Regions from separate parts of the Sus scrofa genome. Here region 1 is linked to region 2. The links are chromatin contacts, called in public HiChIP or PLAC-seq maps. All regions are on one chromosome and are shown on one strand. Each heading gives the region's core, a stretch centred on a gene start, on an enhancer-like site or on the middle of the called end of the contact. The rest is flanking DNA. Distances are from core to core; before and after follow the strand shown. Region 1 holds the start of SPSB1 (SPRY domain-containing SOCS box protein 1). Region 2 holds the start of H6PD (GDH/6PGL endoplasmic bifunctional protein).

The links. HiChIP or PLAC-seq counts read pairs in DNA pulled down with a chosen protein or histone mark.
Region 1: a contact with region 2 is called in an H3K27ac HiChIP or PLAC-seq map of alveolar macrophages. The contact joins the promoter of SPSB1 here to the promoter of H6PD in region 2. A contact is called at or near these places in 1 of 47 Hi-C or Micro-C datasets (embryonic fibroblasts) and 1 of 2 datasets of contacts at active chromatin or transcription factors (alveolar macrophages).

What each region holds. Positions count from the first base shown.
Region 1 is chr6:69,718,392-69,723,588 of Sscrofa11.1, forward strand. It overlaps SPSB1 (SPRY domain-containing SOCS box protein 1), which reads left to right and starts at 2,147. Exons shown (of 5, transcript XR_002344884.1): 1 at 2,147-2,162; 2 at 2,421-2,572.
Region 2 is chr6:69,663,875-69,668,820 of Sscrofa11.1, forward strand. H6PD (GDH/6PGL endoplasmic bifunctional protein) reads left to right here and starts at 2,474. Exons shown (of 5, transcript XM_021095286.1): 1 at 2,474-2,816. The coding sequence starts at 2,812.

The DNA.
Region 1 (5,197 bases), core at 897-3,396, 54 kb after region 2:
CCCAAACTCCCCAATTAACAAAACCGTAAAACATTTTGTGTGTGTGTGGCTTTTCTAGGGCCACACCTGCAGCATATGGAGGTTCCCTGGCTAGGGGTCTAATCAGAACTGTAGCCGCCAGCCTACGCCAGGCAGAAATGTCGTATCCGAGCTGTGTCTGCGACCTACACCAGAGCTCACAGCAACGCCGGATCCTTAACCCACTGTGTGAGGCCAGGGATTGAACCGGCCACCTCATGGTTCCTAGTCAGATTCGTTAACCACTGCGCCACGACGGGAACTCCCCGTAAAGCATTTTTAAAAGCCAAGAGAGGGAGGAGTTCCCATCGTGGCGCAGTGGTTAATGAATCCAACTAGAAACCTTGAGGTTTCGGGTTCGATCCCTGGCCTCGCTCAGTGGGTTAAGGAGCCGGCGTTGCCGTGAGCTGTGGTGTAGGCCGGTGGCTACAGCTCTGATTAGACCTCTATCCTGGGAACCTCCATGTGTGGCCCTAGAATAGACAAAACAAGGACAACCACAACAAAGCCAAGCCAGGGAGAGGCAGGTGGCAGGGGGTAAGTGATGGGCTCATGCAGGGACCTCTGATTGGCTGATGGTAAGGTAACAGGGCGGAGTCACAGAGAGGAATGTGATCAACCCTCAGGCTCCAGGAGGCTTGGGGACCTTTGTGCTCACAATCACCTCCTCCCTCTGCTGAGGGCGATTTTCACCTCTCAAGAACTCTGCATCAGATACTGTTATCTAGGTACTTCAGAGAGGAGCCAAAGCAGAGTCTCTGGGGGAAGGAGCTGTCCCAGGAAGGCCCGGCAGGGGCTCAGCAGCGGCCCCCCTGCCGGGCTGGGGTTCAATATCCTAGACAACTCAAACCGGGGGAGTTCACCTGAGTCCAGAACGCAGACCCATCTTGCCCGTGAGCCTCAGTAATTTTTAAATCCAAAACAAAAGTGATTTTCAGCCCAGTGAGGTAAGAAGACCAAAACAAACGTTGGGATTTCAGAGTCTAGCTGGGCTCCACGCTCTGCTACAGCGGGACCTTTGGCCAGTAACTGCTGCCTCACCTTTACAACTGCCCTTAGAGAGTGATGGTAAGGATGAAATAACTTCTCCACTAATGTTTTCATTTGTTTGTTTTTGTTTTTTGTCTTTTTATGGCCACCCATGCTGCCTATGGAAGTTCCCAGGTTAGGGATCAGATGGGAGCCGTAGACGCTGGCCTAAGCCACAGCCACAGCAATGCGGGATCTGAGCTGCACCCCCTACCTATGGCACAGCTTGCAGCACCGCTGGATCCTTAACCCAATGAGAGAGGCCAGGGATCGAACCTGCATCCTCATGGATGCTAGCTGGGTTCTTAACCTGCTGAACCACAGTGGGAACTCCCTCCAATAATGTTAATTCCCCATTCCCTGCAGTGGACAGGACACACAAGGGGTGGAAGAATGTAAAGAGGTTTTTATCTTTAAAACGTTTTTTCTTTAAAATCGTCCCAGTTCTAGGGTGCAAGTGACTGTTCTGTTGGGGGCGGGGGAGGAAAAGCCCTTTGATGAGCTAGAGCCACAGGACACTTATCTGGAGACGTCTTGGTGGAGGGGGGTGGGGGATGGATACCTTCCCCTTAATCGCTCATTCATTCATTCATTCTCTCATTCAACAAACATTCCTGGAGCAGACCGCCTCCAGCTTCGTGCCCAGAGCCGAGGACGAGCTGCGGGTGTAGAGGTGCCAGGATCCCAAGGGTCTGGGCGTCCCAAGCCCAGTGTCCCTGTGGGTACCAAGACGGAAATGCATGGTGGGGGCAGGGGGTGGCTCGGACAGGGCGGGGAGTCCTTGGATTCTCTGCCGGCCCACGAACTCCTCTCCTGTGTCCTAAAATTACGGAACTCCAAACTGCTGGGAATTTCAGATGAGGCAAGCAAGGCCTTGCTCCAGAGGTTACCGAAACAACCCCGACCCTCCCAAGAGAATTGAAAAATTATTATTAGTAAGCCCCCCGCCTCCACTCGGGGCGGCACGGCCGCGGCCCTCCTGGTGTTGCAACTCGGGCTCTTGCCCAGCGGGGGCTGCCCAGCGTTTCCCAAAGACGTCTGCGGAGGGACCACAGCTCCGGCGCTGCCTGGCGCGGCCGCTCAGCTTCGGCCCCGAGCGCGCGGATGGCCTGGGGGTAGGGAGGCTGCCCGGGCGGAGGAGGGGCGGGAGCGGGGGCGGTGGAGCCATCGCCGGGCACGTGACCCGCAGTCCGCCCGGCGCCCCGCTGCCGCCCCTGCCAAGCACAGAGCCCGGAGCTGCCGCTGGAGCCCGAGCAGGGGGCGGGGCGGCCCGGAGCAGGGGGCGGGGCGGGGGCGGGGCGGCCCCGCCCCGGCGCTTTTTTTTTTTTTTTTTCCACTTTAAAGGCTTCGGTTGCTTTTTCTTTTTTGCACAGAAGTCGCGCTCGGGCAGCCTGCGCGCGCTCGCAGCAGGAACCAGGTTCCAAGCGCTGGCGCCCGGGCCGCGGGAAGGAGGCGACTTCCCTCCCGGCGGCGGGAGCCTCCTCGGCCCCGGAGAGCTGGCGGCGGCGGCGGCCTCCTCGGAGCGGTAGGCAGGCCCGGGCACGGGGACTGGGTGGGTCGGGGTTCGGCCGAATGCGCGCGGGATCTGCAAGCGGACTTGGGGATCGAGCGGGCACTGGAGACAGGGTAGGGTCCCGGCTGGGGACCAGGTGGGGTGCGCGGGGAGCCCTTCTTTCGCCGTGGGTGCCGGGAGGGGGGTCGAGGCGCCGCCCAGCACCGCTCCCGCCGCTGCAGGCACGGACAGGTCGCACGGCCCCCAGTCCCACCTGCGGGGGCGAGACGGGGCGCGAGTCCCGGCGGCCCCGGCGACCGTCGCCCCCGGGGTTGAGTTTCGGAGGTTGCAGACTCAGAAAGGGGGCCCGGGACGCGCGGCGGCCCCCTCCGACCTCTGGGTGCGGGGACGCCCTGGGGCCTCCGGTCCCGCGACCATCCTTGCGGCCGAGGCGGGGGCGCCGACTGGCCCTTCCGCACGGGGGCAGCGCGACCCCGCGCCACGAAGTTACTTTCGTTTTTCCCGCCCGCCCGGACCCGGGTCTGCAGCGCGGCCCGAAGGGCCCCCTCGGGGCTCCCCAGCTCTGCCCGCGGCGCCTCCCCCGGGAAGCCCGCCGGGCAACACCCCGGGCGGCGCCGCCCTCCCCGCCGCCCCGGAGCCGCCGCGGCTTCTCCCGGCAACCCAGGGGGAGCCGAGTGCGCTGTCAGGAAATAAGATTAAAACAGAAAAAGCAGAGCAGCCTGGGTCTGTCGGCGGTAACTGTCCTGTTCAAGTTCAAGGCAAAAGCTCCTGGGAACGTTAAGGGTGGTCCGGGGGCCTTGGTCTGTAGGGAGAGACTGCAGTTGGTGTGGGTTGAGTGTGGGGTGTGCTGGTGCCTGTACGTGAGGGGGCTGTGTGTGTCTGCGAGTCCATCTCTGTGTGTGTGCGTGAATACGTGTGACAGTGTATGTGAATATGTCTGAGGGCTTCCGTGTGTCTGTGCAATTGTCTGTGTGTCTCTGAGTGCACGTGTGTGTCTTTGTGTGAGTTAGTGTGCATTTCTGAATGCATCTGTGTGTGAGTCTCCGTGAGAGGAGAGAGAGAGTGAGTGTGTGTGTGTGTGTGTGTGTGTACGGTCCATGGTAACCTGGCACGGGGGCCGCTGGCTCCTGAGATCTGCTTAACTTGGCTCCTGAGCTGCTTAACTGGACTTGCCTCCCTTGGTTCTGAAAAGAGGGCTGCGCTGGCCCCCGAGACAGGGGACCAGGGAAGCTCTGCTGGTACCAGCTGAGGAGGGCGCAGGCTCCTCCCTCCCTCTCTTTTTCTCTGAAAATGAACTGTTCGGTTTGGGGGTGAGTTGGCAGGGGCTGCTTCCTGAGTGAGTAATATTTAATTAAATGCTCCAGCCAGTAGCATCAGAAACTGGTCATGAGTTGAGTTTTAACAGGTGTTGCTGGTCAGAATGCCATCTCTGGTGACTAAAGCTTGGTGTCCTTGGAAGAATTCTCTCTCCCCCCCCCCCCCCGCCCCGTGGAACAGTTGCGGGGAGAGGCGGACCCCCTAACCCTGGTTTGGGAGTGAGGAGGGCAGGCAAGGAAGGGGGCGGGGCTGGCGGGGCTGCCCCTCCCTTCTCTGCTGCACCCCTTCCTGACACCTCCCCCCCCAAATGCTGTGGTGGAAAGTGCTAGATGAAGCGTTAGGGGCGGAGGCAGGCTTCTCCCTCACTGAGGAATCACAGAACCAGGGATGCCCTATCTTACTTACATGCAGGGTATCCATCTGGGCCAAGTTTTGCTTTCCCAGCAGAGGCCCAGAGAGCGTGGCGGGCTTACCCAGACTGTACAGCCAGGGGCTGTGGACCGTCTCCAGGGCCCTAGCTGTTGCCATTGGTTACTGTCGCCAGTGCTGAGGTCATGGGCCAGGCACTTCGCACCTCCCCAGCTGTATAGTGATGGGCTGGCTTAGATCATTTTAAACACTCTTCTAGTTCTCTGACGGCCTTGTCTTCTGCAGGAAGCACTTTACCCAGTAGATGGAGAGAGAGACAGAGACGTGGAGGTGGGGATTAGCCTCAGGCAGTAACTTTGCACCCTTCCTTTCCCCAGTCTGCCCCCCTCCCCCCCCCCCCCCCCCCCCCCGCAGCAGAGAAAATAAAAGCAGTGGCACGTTGACCACCGTGGCTCTGACCAGCAGGGCAGGCCTGGCTTCAGGGGACTGGGGGCTCTGGGGAGAGTCAGTGGGTTCTGGGGGTTCTAGGCCTCTTGAGGAGAAGTGGTCCTGCCTGGGGCCCCCGGTGATGTCACTTTGGAGCTGGGCAAGGCTCCACTCCTTGGGCTGCCCCAGCAAGGCTGAAATCATCCTGGAGCCGGCTCCCTGGGGCCGCCTGATAAAACTCGAACACCACGCCCCGCCCCATGGGAGGGGGGGAAACTGGCTTCCTATGGGGTGGGGTGGGCATCCAGCTGGTAGAGGCCAGTGCTGCCCACTGCTCGCTGAGGACCGTGGGCCCTGTGCTGCCCTGTGCTGTGCCTGGTCCCTTTTCAAACCACCCCCCTCCCTGCCAGCCCAGGTATTTTCACGTTTAGCGAAATCTCTGATTCTTACGGTGTTTTCGCGTTTAGCCTGGGAATTTTGCAATGATTCTTCCCAGAAAATAGGTTGTGGCCGGTGTTCGTTATC
Region 2 (4,946 bases), core at 1,224-3,723:
ACCCCACGGACACCTGAGTGGACACACCCATTTTCTTAAGAAGCTGGTTGGAGCTGACTTGGCTTTGGGATTTTTTTTTTTTTTTTGCCTTTTCTAGAGCCGCTCCCGCGGTATATGGAGGTTTCCAGGCTAGGGGTCTAATCAGAACTGTAGCTGCCAGTTGGCGCCAGAGCCATAGCAACACAGGATCGGAGCCGCGTCTGCAACCTACACTACAGCTCACGGCAATGCCAGATCCGTAACCCACTGAGGGAGGCCAGGGATCGAACCTGCAACCTCATGGTTCCTAGTCAGATTCGTTAACTGCTGAGCCACGACGGGAACTCCCTTTTTTTTTTTTTTTTTTTTGGTTGTGCCTGAGGCATGCAGAAGTTCTGGGCCAGGGATGGAACCCAAGCCACAGCAGTGACAACACCAAATCCTTAACCACCAGGCCACCAGGGAACTCCTGGATATTTTTAAGGGTCCCCTCAGGGTGACTGAAGATCACGGTTGGGATGGCTGTACGAAGGATCTGGGAAACGTCCCCTCTGTTCATCTCAGTCTCAAGGCACCTGCCTTCTTCCATCTGTGCCTCCTTTGGCCCTGGTTTACATGATGTGTGAATGCACAGTGTGTCGAGGATTACAGAACATGGGAAGGGCTCTTGGCCAAGAGTCCTGGCATCCACCAGTCCCGTTTGGCTGGCCCGTGCCCTAGACCCTCCTCCCCACTGCCAGCTGTGGAGGCAGCTCGGCAGGTACCTGGTTCCTTAACTCTCCACCCGGGTCCCAGGCAGAGTGGCCAAACCCTTGCTGAGGCCCAGCAGTTCATGCAGGCCCCCAGATGGCCCCCGGCCTTCATGACAGCGAAGCCCAGCCCCCTTGGCTCCCCAGCCTTCCTGGAACCTTCTTGCTTAATATCCTGTGTGGTAATCATGCCTTTTGGCCCACTTAGTCCTGCCGGCCACTGCCAAGTTCCTTCTGTTAGCTCCTGACATCCCTACCTCTAATGGAATGTCCATGAAATGAAAAGCTGCTACAAGTTTTCTCTCTCTCATCAGAGTGCCCTCTCTTGGGTGGTCCAGCTCCCTTTGGCACAGGTGACCAGGCATGCCCCTGTCTCTGGGATGGGAGGAGGCGGAGTCTGAAGAAGGGACAGTGCTAAGATGCTCAGCAGCGGGGATGGGAGGGCCAACCTCTGTCTAGGAGGTGGTCCTGGGTAGTCTGGCCGGTCAGTGCAGCAGTGGCCCTGCCTTATTTATTATTATTATTAATATTATTTTGGTGATGCCTGTGGCATGCAGGGATCAAACCCGTGCCACAGCAGTGACAACACCAGATCCTTAACCTGCTAGGCCACCAGGGAACTCTGGCCCTGCCTTATTTAACCTGTGGTCACCCAGCTGCTGCTGAGAAGTGGGAAGGAGCGGCTGCCTCTCTGATGGCCAGGGCTCCAGGGAGTCACGGACAGCACTGCAGGGCTGGGAGAAAACAGTTGCAAAGGTGAGGTACAGCGTGATCATGGTGAGGACCAGGGGAGAGGACCAGCGTACCATCTCCCGAGGGCCAAGAGAGGCAGCTGACCCTGTCACCTCCTGTATAACCTCACCATCACACTACAGAGGCCTTATTCCCATCACCGTCTTGTGGATAAAGCCACAGAGGTGCCAGCTACCATTTCCTGAGCACTCATGGCTGGTTAGTGTCTTCAGGGTCACAGGAATGTAGGCAGAGATTTGAAGCTGTCTGGTGGAGACATGACCATAGACGGCTCTCCCGCGCCCAAATCACTACGTCTGGATATTGATAATAGGATGATGGAGTTCTCCATGCGGCTCAGTGGTAACCAACCCGACTGGTATCCATGAGGATGTGGGTTCCATCCCTGGCCTCGCTCAGTGGGTTAAGGATCCCGCTGTTGCCCTGAGCTCTGGTGTAGGTCGCTGATGCGGCTCGAATCTCGCCCTGCTGTGGCTGTGGGGGTAGGCCGGCAGATAGGCCGGAAACTGCAGCTCCGATTAGACCCCAGCCTGGGAACTTCCATGTACCAGGGGTGCGGCCCTAAAAAGCAAAAAAAAAAAAAAAAAAAAAAAATAGAGAGAGAGAAAAGAAAATAGGATGAACCAAGCCGCTCATTCTACAGATGGAGAAAAGCGAGGCCCAGGGAGGTCAGGCCCCAGGTCCCAGGTCCCACAGCTCGTGCCAGATACGGGAGGGAGCCAGTAACCAGACTCCACGAGACACCATTTCCCTCGGCCCTCTTGTGTCCCCGAAGGCAGCCTCTACCATGCGCAGCAGAAACCAGGGCCGGAAGGAGGGGCCCGCTCACTTCGCTCTTAAATCCAGAAGATCCACACGAACCAAGGAATCATTTGGGAGGTCTCCGCCCCTCCCTCCTCCGCGACCCAGAGCTAGGGGGTGTGGCCTCGCCGCGCCTCCGCCCCCGCGGCCCGCCCCGGCCCCGCCCACTGCGCGCACCCCTGGCCTGATTCCCCCTGTGCGCGCGCGCGCGTTCCAGGCCCGGGATCTCCCTGCGCGCGCACCAAGGCCGCTGCGATCTGAGACCCAGGCCCTGCGGGTCCGCCGCGCCCCCGGACAAGGAAGCGTCTCTGGCTGGGCGGGGAAGGGGCGCCCTCCCCGCTCGCCGCCCCCGGCCGCGCTGGCGAAACCTGAGCGCGCGTCAGGCGCGGAGCCGCGTGACGCGCACCTGTCCGGGCGGGCCCGGCGGGCGGAAGAGCATGCGCGGGTCCCTGGCCTGGCCTGAGCTCGGCCCGCAGCCCCGCGCCGCCCCTGACGTTTCCCGGAGAAGCAGGCGGCTCTGACGGCCGAGATGAAGTAAGCTGCCTCCCCCGCTTTCTCTCCCGCTCCTCCGGCCGCAAGGAGGTCTTTACAGCAGGCCCGGGAGGCTGGCCACGCGTGGCGGTGAAATCCTCGGGCATATGGTTGGGAAGAGTCACCCGAGCCACCACCCACCCGCCCGAATTCCCTTCCCCGCCTTCCTTCCGCAGAATAAATTCATTGTTCTCCTCCTCCTCCGCAGATCCCTTAGCGCGGTGGCGGCTCTATTGGGTGGCAGGTCTACAGGAGGCAGCCAGGCCCCATCAAGGCTGGTCCAGGGGCCCAGTGAGGTCCCTTTTCCTAGGCTTTCTGGAATTCGGTTCTGGTTTTTGGTTTTCCAGAAGTAAATCCTTCTGGGTCTCTGAAAATCGGCTCACCCAAAGCTTGAATGTTTAGCAGGAAGTGAGAACTTCTGGAAAAATCATAAGCCGAAATTCCTTGCCCACTCATCCCTGTGCCCCTCATCAAAGCCTGTGGCTCATGTTTGGCCTTTGGCCAACGAGGGAAACCTGGGTAGACCAGGAGTATTTTAAATCATGTTTTACATTTTTCTACGGTGGCGGATGGCTGATCGAATTTCTGAGCTCATGAAACTAATCTTTTGGCAAGTTTTAGGAGCACCTGAGACAAAAATGCTCCGTGTTTGGCATAAACAGAGCTCATTTTTAGGCAATATTTTGTGTAAATGTTTCTTTGAGGTACATAACTGCTCAGCAAATGGCCACTCCAGGCAGACATTCAAGTTGTTTGTCCAAAGACTATAATTCACTAAGTGACTTGTGTTGTCAGATGGTTTTAGGTTATTTCAAAGGGAAACAGTCATTTCCCATCCTGGTGCAGTGGAAACGAATCTGACTAGGAACGGTGAGGTTGTGGGTTTGATCCCTGGCCTCGCTCTGTAGGTTAAGGATCTGGTGTTGCTGTGAGCTGTGGAGTAGGTTGAGAATGCAGCTTGGATCCCGAGTTGCTGTGGCTGTGGCGTAGGCCGGCAGCTGTAGCTCTGATTGGATCCCTAGCCTGGGAACCTCCATATGCTGCAGGTGTGGCCCTAAAAAGCAAAAAATAAATAAATAAATAAATAAAAGGGAACCGGTCAACTCTGTGAGTACACAAAGGGAAATCAAGAGGTGCCTTTGGGCATCTGTGGCCCAGCCTCTTCTCACTTTATGGATGGAATACATAAATTTCACCATGGATTCTGCCAGGCCCTAAACCAGAAACAGAGCAGAAAGTCTGCTTTTGCTTTCTGTTGCCCAGAGTTGGGAGTCAAGTGGCTGTTTGTCTGGGAGACCTCTTACCACCATTGCCCTCCAAAGTATTTTCACAGCCACGATCTGGGTTTGTTTATCTGTTTGTTGGTTTGCTTTGTCAGACATTAAAATGAGATGGATTGAGTTTCCTGGTGGCTTAGCAGTGAAGGATTCAGCGCTGTCACGGCTGTGGCTCAGGTCCTATCCCTGGCCAGGGAATTTCTGTTGGCAAAGCCAAAAATAAAGAAATGAAATGAAATGAGGTGGGTGATGTGCATTTTACAGCTGGAGAAAAGGCCCTGAGTCGTTAAGGGCAAGCCTAGGGCTGCAAAGTGAGAGGTTTCATCTTTGGGGCATACTATAAACGTCTCATGGGTTGGGCTGGGGATTTTTTTTACCATCTCAGCATTATATCCCTTTGATTTTTTCCATCAGTATGACTGGAAGGTCAGGAAACTGTCAATGAAGTGTTCCTTGGCATTTGTTTTTTTTTTCTGTTGTGGGATGTTAATTGGCTTTGTAGCAGTTCCAAAAAGCTCGAGAGAAAAGTCACTTTCTTCTCGATGCTATTGGTTTAATAACGACAGAGGCTCCCATCTCTTGGGTGCTTCCTGAATGCCATGCACGGTGCCAAGGGCTTTATATGGATCATCTCACCGTGTGCTGCTTATCGCCTGTTTCCCACTCTGCGGGTGGGGCGGGGAGAGGTTAAATAATTTGTGGAGGCCACACCGCTCCTGAGTGGCTACGGATTTCAGGAACGAGTCCCTCCGCCTCCCAGCAGAGCCTTCCAGGTTTCAGTAAAGCACCTCTGGCTTAAACACAATGTCTTCCCCAGGTCAGAAGGCAGGCGCGTGCATCACCGTTCGAGGGGACT